Linked DNA regions of Mus musculus: region 1 is linked to region 2. Evidence: chromatin contacts called from public Hi-C data. All regions are on one chromosome and are shown on one strand. The core of a region is the stretch at or near the end of the contact, and the rest is flanking DNA. Distances in the headings are between cores, read along the strand shown. Region 1 overlaps Gm36617 (a long non-coding RNA gene). Region 2 overlaps Mtss1 (MTSS I-BAR domain containing 1).

Region 1 (5,158 bases), core at 2,395-4,894, 250 kb after region 2:
AAGAAGACTGACCAATTATGGCAAATAAAATTTTCTGTGTGGCCACGCTTGTTTGAGCAAACTACTTCTGTAGTGTGTGTGTTTGAAAAAGCCTAAGGGGAACAGGCGAGCTCACTGTGTTTCACCTGAGCATTTCCTGAGCACTAAGGGGCCGATGCCACAGCGGTTATTATTTGTCACACTGTAAGACTTACAAAGGAGCTCACTGGGAGTGCATATGACATGCAGAACAATGACTACTAAGTCACAAACTGCTCCTAGAACCTTCATGATGCCGCTTTTCAAAGCCAGACCTGGGATTTCTGTCACAAGGAGAGGACATCCAGTGAATGGCTTCAAACAGCTTTGATGTCCTCTCAGATGAAACTGATTTCTTCTTTCTCCATGAAGAGAGAAGAAACTGCATACATGCACTCAGCACAGAGCCTCCGGAGAGGCAGTTTTGGATTCCGTGAATACAGTAATACCTAGGAAGCAAAGACCCAGGCAGGGAATAGGGTGCTTGCCTGGCATATGTGATGTTCTGAGTTCAGTCTTCCACATCTAAAGGTGAGGAGGGGCAGAACACTCCTTCATGGAGCTGACATTCTAGGGAAAATGGAACAACGGGCTAGGGAGGTGGGTCAGTGAGTCAGGTGCTGGCCATGCGATCATGAGGCCTGAGTTCAGATCCATAGAGACAGTGGGAAAACAGGGCATGGCCTTGTGTTTTTAGGCCTGTGACCCTGACACGGGTGAGTGTCTTAGTCAGGGTTTGTATTCCTGCACAAAACATCATGACCAAGAAGCACTTGGGGAGGAAAGGGTTTATTCAGCTTACACTTCCACATTGCTGTTCATCACCAAAGGAAGTCAGGACTGGAACTCAAGCAGGAGCTGATGGAGAGGCCATGGAGGGATGTTCCTTACTGGTTTGTTTCCCCTGGCTTGCTCAGCCTGCTCTTATAGAACCAAGACTACCAGCCCAGAGATGCCACCACCCACAATGGGCCCTCCCACCCTTGATCGCTAATTGAGAAAATGCCTTACAGCTGGGTCTCATAGAGGCCTTTCCTCAAGTGCTGGGCTGTGGGTGTAGGGGAAAGGGGGGAAGGGAGAGAGCCCGAGTCCGGCCTGAGTTCCTGTGTTCTGGACAGGCAGACACGGGAGGACTGCTGGACGCTTTCCACTTGGCCCTGGGTGGGCATCTGACTGTGTGAAGCCACTGACCCCACATGGCAGGGGGTGGACAAGGGGCAGCCCCCGTACCAGGTTCTCAGTCTCTGGCATCCCATCCTGGATATGGCAGAGGAGCTAAGAACAGAATAGGGGTCCTGGGGATACAGAAAGAGAGCAGAGGGAGAGAGGTTTCCACGCAGGTTAGAGTCCTTAGTCTGGTCCATGGCTGGAGCACAGGAAGGCCTTCTGACAGGAGATTAGGCACGACTCGTTAGGAGAAAGCCTATCCCATCGTCCAAGCACAGCGGGCCTTGATGAGCAGAGACAGTCTATGGTTTTAGAGCTTTATTGTAGAAAGGCAGGGGGAAAGAGAGAAGGTAGAAAGAGGGAGAGACCGGCCATGGCCAAGAGGAGAGAAGGGGGAAAAGGAGAGAGAGAGAAGAAAGGCTAGAGAGTACAAAAGAGAGAGGAAGAGAGTGAGGAGGGGCTAAATAGCCCCTCTTATAGTGGGCTGTTATCTTGCTGTTGCTAGGTAACTGGGAGGAGTCTAGACTGAAGGTCAGAAGCTTGGGACGTTGTGTACATGACTGAAAGCCATGAGCCTCTCCTGTGGGGGCTGTGGGGACAGTAACTTTGACAGGAGCCAGGGTCCAGGAGACATGAGGGAACACCTACTGTCCCATGTAGGTGGGAATTACCATCCATCATGTTCTACCGGGGTTCCACCTCCCAACTCGACTGGAGACCAAGCTGTCTGTGCATAGCCCATTGCCCCACACACTCAAGGGAGGCTCCTTTCTCTGTGATAATTCCAACTTGTGTCAAGTTGGTATTACAAGACCAGCCAGTAAAGTGATTGGAGGCAAACAGCCAGCTCATCTTGCCAATCCAACAGAGAGAATGAGTGACCCAGGAAAACACGCTGGGCTCTAGATACTGACTTGTGATCTTCACACAGGTTCATATTCACAGCAAGTATATCCTCACACATATGCATAGCACACATGTACTCAGACAGACAGACAGACACACACACACAACTAATCTAAGATGCAATGTCAGATAGTAGGTGGCTGGAGTGTAATTTTTAGGCAAGATAGTAATGAAAGGAAAATGGAGCCAACGGTTCCTCCCTCTCAGAGTTATGTTTAAAAATGTAAAGTTCTTCACCTTCAGCCAAAGCCTTGTCCACCCCAGACCCACTTCCTGCACTATCTCCCCTAGGAAGAACCCTTTGACTGAGCTCCAAGCCCTCAACATGCCGGAGGACTTCAGGCAATATGTTTTCCAAGGATGCCATTAGTATCTTGTAGCCAAATCTGACTTTTGAACAGCAGAAACTAAATATCACCCAAATCTGTCCCTTTGTGGTCACCTCTCTGTGATAAGTTAGGCATGGTATATCTCAGGTGAAGTGAGGCCAAATGCGAACTTTATAAACACATGGAAACTTGAATGGGCCTCAGAGCCTTGCTGTTGATAAGCCTGGACTATGTCTCATAAAGACTGTTGGAATAGGGTGGGTATCCTTTTCTTAAGACTCGTCCAGATTGCACAGTGAGGAACCCTGGCCAGACTCTAGGCACCATTGGTGCTGGTCATTTCTGAAACATGCAAAAGCAACTATATTGCACTTCTGAGGGGTATTCCTATTTCTGTTCCTTTCTTAGTTTTCTAGTGCTACTGTGACAAAACGCCACAGGAGGGGGCCAGGTTAGTGGTGCATGCCTTTATTTTTTTTTCTTTCCAATTTTTTTATTAGGTATTTACTTCATTTATGTTTCAAATGCTATCCCGAAAAAATAGTCTTGCTCCTCCCACATCCTCCACCATAACCTGGGTGTGAAGTGAGGTTAACCTGGGTGTGACATGAGGTTGGGGCTGACCAAGGCAAATGGACTCCTAGGAGGTGAGGTCAATTTTGTGAGTGGTTGATTATAAGGGGAAAGGACACTCTCAGTGCCCACCTCTCCCAGGTCTGTGTATAAAGACCTGACTTTGTGTAGAGACCTGTATGGTACCAAGAGTTAGAATTTTCCTGCACATCATCAGGACTGTCCAGTCTTGGTCTTTTGACATCTGGCAGGAGATTGGCATGTAGTGGATGGGTGCTAGGTTGAGAACATTTGAGACTAATAAATTTATTAGAAAATTTAACCTTCTCCTCTGCCCTCTAAACCTCTCTCTCCCCTCCCTCCCTCCTTCTCTCCTTTCGCCCCTCTCATTCTTGCACACGTTTTTTCTCTCCCAATACATATAATACACACTTCACATAATTACATAATTGTAGTTATATAATGTGACTCACATTAGAGAGTATCTGTGGCCATAATCCTCTATTACTTCCAGGTTTGTCTGAGTTACATAGCATTTACACAATATTGCTTTTGTTTTTTTCTAGTGTTTGTAGACCATGAGATTAAGCAGTCAGCTTGCTCTGCAACACTGCTTTCATTTTGTTGCCATCTTACAAACAGCTGCCTCTGGAGCCACCTGCTGACACAGTGTAGAATCCTTTGCAGCTAAGATCACTAAGCAAAGCGGCTCTCCAAGCAAACAGGAGAGAAGCTCAAGATTAGACTCTGCTCCATGGACTTCCCACAGCCAAGCAGTTAAATCATCCTGAAAATCTCACTGGTCATGTGAATACTCGGATCCAGTAAATGGGGTAGCCATGTGAGGTCCTCTAAAACTCAGGGACCTTTGATTGAAACTACTGTTGACGTGGTTTTGAGCAAGGAATAAATACTGATCATGGCTTGCCACCATCTATATCTGCCATATCTTATACCCAACATGTAAATGCTGGTATTTATTCCACATGCAACAAATAAGGAATATAGATTCGGAATCTGTCTCAATTCTCCCATAACAGAATACTAGCAATACATCAAATTTGCCATAGTCCACTTTGCCCACTTAGTGATTTGTTTCAAGAACTTTCCACCTGGGGACAGAACTTTTTCACATGAATGTCTGAAGAGTTTTCTGTAGAAGCTGAATTGCTATAGCAAAGGGGGAAAAAAGTTGGGATTTTGGTAAGAAAATGTGTTTTGTTCCTTCCCGCACTGTGGGCCCCCCCCCCCCGCCCCGCCCAAGGTCTGGCCAAAACTGCATGTGGTTGTGCTTTTCAAATCTCTGTTTATCTGAGGATAGAAATTGTCCCAGAGTTTCAGCATTATTTGCAGAACAATAGAGAATAGAGAATAATTCTCTGTTCGTGCTTTTTTATTAAATTGTTCTCCTAGTTGTATTCCAGACACTAGTTTAAACCCCTTGTCTGTGTTTTGTTTCTAAGCCAGCTAGTGGTTTGCTCTTTAACCTTATTCATACTCTGGCTATTTTTCCTATGCTAGAAAACAATTTTTTTATTTGTAGTGCTTTAGTCCCTTTAGAAAGCTCTGACTCAATATATATTTCCTTCCTTCCTTCCTTCCTCTTTCTTTCTTTCTTTCTTTCTTTCTTTCTTTCTTTCTTTCTTTCTTCCTTTCTTCCTCTCTAAGACAGTATCTTGGTGACCTTGATGACTTCAAACTCATAATCCTCCTGCCTCTACCTCCTGAATATTTGGATGGCAGACCTGCCTTATCTGGCATCAATGGGAGAGGAGGCTCTTGGTCGTATGGAGGCTCGATGCCCCAGTGTAGGATTGAAGGTGTCATGCAAAGGATTTGAGGTTTGGCATTATGAAGCAAGCCTATGAGAGGCTATTGGTGAAGCCCAGTTGCAGCAGAAGACCCTAGCATAGTGGAGATGCCAGTATAATGGGATGATCACTAAGAACAGCAGCAGTAGTGGAGTGGATCAACCTGAGCTTAGAGTGCTACAGAGGGCAGAGCTGGAGAAGTGAAGCAAGCCCTTTGGAGGAGCTCAGAAGATCATGTGTGGATCCCAAACACTGAAACAAGAAGCTGTAACATTGAAGTTACATTGAAGATGCCAGAGTCGTGGGCTATCTGCTGAGGAAAGCTGCTAACGGAGTGGAACCAGCCTGGGAGAA
Region 2 (5,736 bases), core at 2,564-5,063:
TTGCATAGCACTGCTCTAAATGGCTGGCGCTGAAGTTCTGAGATACAATTCCTCTTGTTCATAGGGGAGGGAAAGGCAGAGGTCTGCGTGAACCAAAAGAGAACCAGGCGAGGGCAAAACAGGAAGAACACAGCAGAGACCAAGAGCCAAACTCTGTCATAGGAATGTTTAGAGACCCATTTAACCGCCTCCTCCCAGGGGACCACAGTTTGAAGACAGGCGACCTTAAAGCTAAAAGTTAAAACACTAGTTCCCTGTGCGAGTTGGTCAGTAGGTGTCCTCTAAACATCTGGTGTGTTCAGTACAGGTCACACTGCCAAATACAAAGCATACCAAAATGCATCTTGCCCCACCAAGGTTTTGAACCCTGGAAGCTTCCGAGAGCTCTAACAGCCGTGGTAGAAAGGAGACACTGGGACTGGCCATCCCTCACACCAGGATCTTCACTGGTCATTTTGATCCACGTTTTTAGAACAAGGAAGCCTTGTTCTCTCAGGAATGGTTCCAGCCTCGTTCTGCTGTTTGGTTCTAGAACCCAACCTCCATCCTTACAAGAACAGACCTAAACACGCCTTTCCCAAACAACCCCAATACGCTCATTCCCTCGTGAGCCCCTATGCTACAACCACCATGGCACTGCCAGACTTCCAAAGACACAGATGTGGCACACACTCCTTATGCTATCAATAACGCCCTGTCCTCTCTTACTTTCTTTACCCCTAAATCCACTGGTTCCTATGAGAATCTGAGGCAGTGGCGGCCTCAGAACCCCACAGACCCACCTCAACTCGAAGTAGCTGTCAATGCTGCACTAGGACCTGACTTTAAGAATCCTTTGTGCGTTCGAAGGTTTGCCATCTCCTGACTGCCTTGTCCACAGAAGACTCTCTAGTCCACAGCAAGTGCTAACAAACTCATGGCTCAGATGGGAGTGTTGCTCTGTGCAAGAAAGTCCTTTCACCAGTAATTCAGAAGTCATTCATGCCTGATCTCAACTCCGTGTGTTCCTTTAGCGGCAGAGCCGGCCACTCTGACTGACATGCACAGGAGCTGAACAGAGTCTGTGGTAATGACTTCTTGGTGTGCGAAAATTCACAAGGATCAAGCACGGTCGCCCACCAAAGCTGAAGGGTCTAGATACACTAAAATTCCACTTAGGAGCTTTAGAAACTGCAAGTCTAACTCTCACCTCAGAGGAGTGACTATTTGTAATGAGGCTGCAGCCAAACCATACCCTGTGTGAGGCTCCAACCCTGATGTCTGTCTCCTAGTACTGTCCTTTCTCTTACACACCTGTGGGCTCACCCACCTACCAACCCTGAGTGAAGAGATGGCTTAGAGGGTAGCCATATGCTCTCTCTGGACCCCTGAGAGCTGCTATTCAGCAAGGAGGTGGGGTGGGGGAGGGAGATCACTAAGGATGTGTTGGGCACTTGAGCTCAAACACCCCCCACCCCCCCCCACCCCACCCCACCCCCGCCCTGGCTTATTTTGCTTAAAAGCAACCACAAAAATCTTTTGTGTCAAAGCCTCATAAGTACAAAATGAAGACACAGAGGAGCTGAGACCACAATGGACACTCCGGCGCTGTACAGCCATTGGGGGGGGGGGGGGGATGGGGGGCCGGGGCAGAGCAGTGCAAAAGCCAAGGGCAGCTTGGGACAGACAGTTGAACTGATACAATAATTCCTGTATAGAGCGAGGGGTATAGAAAATGACTTGGGTGGCCATCCTCCTTAAAACATATAGGACCGTACACGTACACACACACACCCCAGGATATGTATGTATGCTAGGCACTGGGATTTGAATAGCATTTCAAGCCAAATCGTACCCTCCCTACATTCCTAAAGAAATCAAATTGGAGAGGTGGGTAAACAGGGACCACTTGTGTTGTTACTGGGACACTGGCCCTTTCCTCTCCCGATGCATGGCTTCTGCAGCCCTGGTGTTGCTTTGAATGCTCTCTAAGGGAGCGAATGGATAGTGTCAACTGTCTCGATTCATATCACTTCCACGTGACTCGAGCCCAGTGTGTAGCATTATGGCATTTTTCTTTTTAAGTCAGAAGAAATGTTTCACTGAGCAGTAGTGGTGCACGCCTTTAATCCCAGCACTCAGGAAGCAGAGGCAGGTGGGTCTCTGTGAGTTCAGGCCAGCCTGGTCTACAGAGTGAGTTCCTTCCAGGACAGCCAGGGCTACTATGAGAAACTCTATCTTGAAAAGAAGTAGAAGAAGAGGAGGAGGAGGAAGAGGGGGGAAGAAGAGAGATGAGGAAGAGGAGAGAAGAGGAGAAAAGATGAGGAGAGGAGGAGGAGGAAGAGGAAGAACTTTCTTAAACACAAACACACTCCACTCACAGGGAACTAGTCCACAATTCAAAGTTGACAATAATTTTCAATAAATAAATTTGACAACAAAAGGCAAAGAGTGAAGCTAAACTCCCGTTCAAGGATTATACATGCTGGAAGCACGCAACACACAGACCGAGCATTCTTAGTCAGAAACCAAAACCACAAAACGCTACAAAGGATAAAACTCTGATTTGTGACCTGGTGTAAGTGAAAAACTCCAGACGATGGACCTTCATCTTATGATCACAATTATACAGGCAAATGTATATACACAATACACACACACACACACACACACACACACACAGAGGAGCCCTTGGGTTCCAAACTCTGCTGAGAATCCTCAACAGTGCTGGCTTCTGGTACCCTGGAAAGAAATACAACAATGCAGGTCCCTCAGTAGCTGGCCAAACCCCAGCTGTCACCATCAGGGAGGACACACATAGGACAGCATGGCCTTCCAGTGTGAGAACATCAATACACCATATCTGGGTTGCCTTCTCTGTCAACAAAGGCTGCAGGGAACAGAACAGGGAATTCGAAACACAGGAAACCACCTTACAGACAGACAGATGATAGCCCCGTGGGCACACTCACGGCCTAGATACTGGGTCAAAGTTCCAAGCCTCTGTAACCTGCACCCAGTACATCAGCTCCTGGTGTTAACGGCAGACTGCGTGTGACCACACATGGGAATGTCAGTCCATAACGGAGACTACCATTATTCCCACCCCTTCACCAAACAAAGTGGACGCTCAAGGTTTTCTGGAGAGCCAAAAGGTGATCCAGGGCCTTGGGATTCTTGAATCTTGACCACCTGAATAGATAGATGGACACAGTAAGACAGATAGTAAGACACAGCCAGACTCTGGATTACAGCCAGCCCCAAAGTGGAAGACCACAAACACATCCGTGAATGGAAACAGAAAAAAAGAAAAGAAAAACACAAAACCTTTTTTTTTCTTTACAGAAGCCAATGATAAACTATCTGCATTCTCTTTAGCATCTTATATTTTTTAGCATGTGATGCCACAGCCATGAGAAATCATCTCTAACCCGTCTGTGTTGAGCATCAGAATGAGACAGCTGCCTGCTGGCAGGAGGAAACGTTCAATCTTGTCACTTCCAAAAGGAATTCATATTCATAATTAATGATGCTTTTGTCCATGCCAGAAGGAAAACTCACAGGCTCAACTATGCTTAAGTCAATTCTCCTCAAGCCAACTGCAATACAATTTTATAAATTATAGAGCAGAGGAAAAGAACAACATCTTGTCAGCTGTGAGGGAGACAAAAAGAGACCCAAAAAAAAAAAAAATCAGATAGATGAACAAAGCAGTCATGTTTCCAGAATGAAACTGGGCTTGAAATGTTAATTTCTGGAAAAACAGAATGCTGGACTTTCAGTCTTCACATGAAATAAACATTAACTAAAAAGTACCATTCGACAGGTTATGTGTGCCCGGCACTCCAGAGCCTCAGAGATTCATTCGGCTCTTTTTGCCCAAGTGTGCTGGACAGGAGCAGGGTGGCTGAAGAAACTGAAGATAAACCACCAAACAAGATTCCAGAGGCTGGAGAGATGGCTAAGTGGCTAAGAGCACTGCCTGCTCTTCCAGAGGACCCAGGTTCGATTCCCACTACCCACAAGGTGGCTCCCATCTGTAACTCCAGTTCCAGGGGACCCGACTGTCTCTTCTGGCCCCTACAGGCACCAGGTGACACATGTGCAAGCAAAATATCTACAGGGATAAAACTGGGATCTGTTTTAATTAAAAAAACAAAATACATGGGGTTGAAGAGATGGCTCAGCAGTTGAAAGTTCTGGACACTGGCTATTCTTCCAGAGAACCCAGGTTCAATTCCCAGCACCTACAAGGTGGCTTATGAAGTAGTCATACACATAGATCGTGTACAGGCAAAGCATCCATGTACAAAGAATAAAATAATGACAATTTAAAAAAAATAGTTTTTGGTTTCAGAGTCATTCCTATGGAGCTTTGCAAATAAAATTAGAAGACTCGCAAATAAACTCTATTGAAATATTTGAAAGAAGTTTCCCTAGTGGTTAATACTCCCAGTACACACAGTCTTCAAATGGCATCAAGAATAAATGTAAAAGCAAAACCCACTTCATTTGCTCATCGTAAAGGACAGATGGAAATACCATAGAGAAACCTGGTACTCTGTGTGCTTATTCAGAAATCGAGTTTTATTCAGCAACTAGGTTATGAACCAGGGGCAAAATGATGGATGTCTGAAGCACACACTGGGCTCCAAGTTAGGGAAACGGCAGGAAAAAGAAATGCCTGCTCGCGGTCTGAGCTTTTGTATGTAACAAAATACATGTCCCAAAACTGATCTCTTAACACCCTGAAGGGTGCCAGTCTGCGGCATGAAGCACATGCATGAAGCTGTGTAAACATTACCGCTACCAGAGCCTTCGTCATCATGCGTTCACGGATTTGTTGGAGGAAATGAAACCAGACCAGAGTAAGTACTGAGCTGTTTGCCTTAAAGTGGTGAATTTTACATTATATTAATTCACTTACATTAAAAAGAAAGAAAACGGTTGTGTTGCTATTGTTTAATGGGCAAGTCCTTGCCTTGAAATGGCTCTAGGGCCAGTGACAGAACCCAGCATATCAGGACCAGCGATGTGACAGGAAAGCCTAGGTTTCAGTGGAGCTGGCAGGAGACTGCTAGACTCTTGAGGGGGAAAGGTCCCACAGAGAAAGGAGCATCAAATGAGAACCCAGAGAGGAGTCTGAGGGTGGAAAGTCTGGAGGGAGCTGAGGCATGTGCTGACGGAGACCAGAACAACCGTACTTGAGGGAGACAAACACAACGTCCAGATCCACTCACATCACCGTGCAGGACCTGGATCTGACCACGAATACCATTAACTAGATAGTTATCCCACTTAAAATATGTAAATATTTATTTATGATAACTATAAGCTGTATATTACAAACTGTAAAGATCATAAACATAACAGCAATTTAGCCCACAGAATCGAGGGGGAATTCACAAGTGTCCAAGTCAGTCAGGGGCTGGGAGACATAAACAGGACCTGCCGTGCACACAGAAGCTGGAGAAGAGCCAGGGCAGGCAGGGCAGAATGGGATTAAAAAAAAAAGAGAGAGAAGCCAAGGGGACACCAATCTCTATAGTCAGAGCAGTTCAAGCTTGACCAGTTATGAAACTCTTTCACATTCGAGACCTTGGTTCCATGGTCACCTTGACAGGCAGGCATGGCCAACCCACCGTCATCTCATGAACAACAAAACTTAGGTGTGTCAGAATGGACTCACACCCATGGCCACCTAGTGAGGAAGGAGGAGAGGCCGGGAGCAGTCGCCAACCAGGCTATGTCAGGAAG

Evidence for each region. A called contact is a pair of places that touch in the nucleus more often than the background predicts.
Region 1: a Hi-C map of bone marrow-derived macrophages shows a contact between it and region 2, with 26 read pairs. A contact is called at or near these places in 3 of 484 Hi-C or Micro-C datasets (the 3T3-L1 cell line, bone marrow-derived macrophages and ventricular fibroblasts), 14 of 130 datasets of targeted methods (bone marrow-derived macrophages, embryonic basal ganglia, embryonic fibroblasts and 9 more) and 4 of 9 other capture datasets (adipose tissue, embryonic stem cells, liver and 1 more).

Annotation. Positions count from the first base shown.
Region 1 is chr15:59,288,022-59,293,179 of GRCm38.p6, forward strand. Gm36617 (a long non-coding RNA gene) reads left to right here. Exons shown (of 4, transcript XR_875370.3): 4 at 3,560-3,930. Among named protein-coding and RNA genes, the nearest start is that of Sqle, 24 kb to the right of the region's middle.
Region 2 is chr15:59,033,023-59,038,758 of GRCm38.p6, forward strand. The region is part of intron 3 of Mtss1 (MTSS I-BAR domain containing 1); the gene reads right to left. Among named protein-coding and RNA genes, the nearest start is that of Gm41330, 41 kb to the left of the region's middle.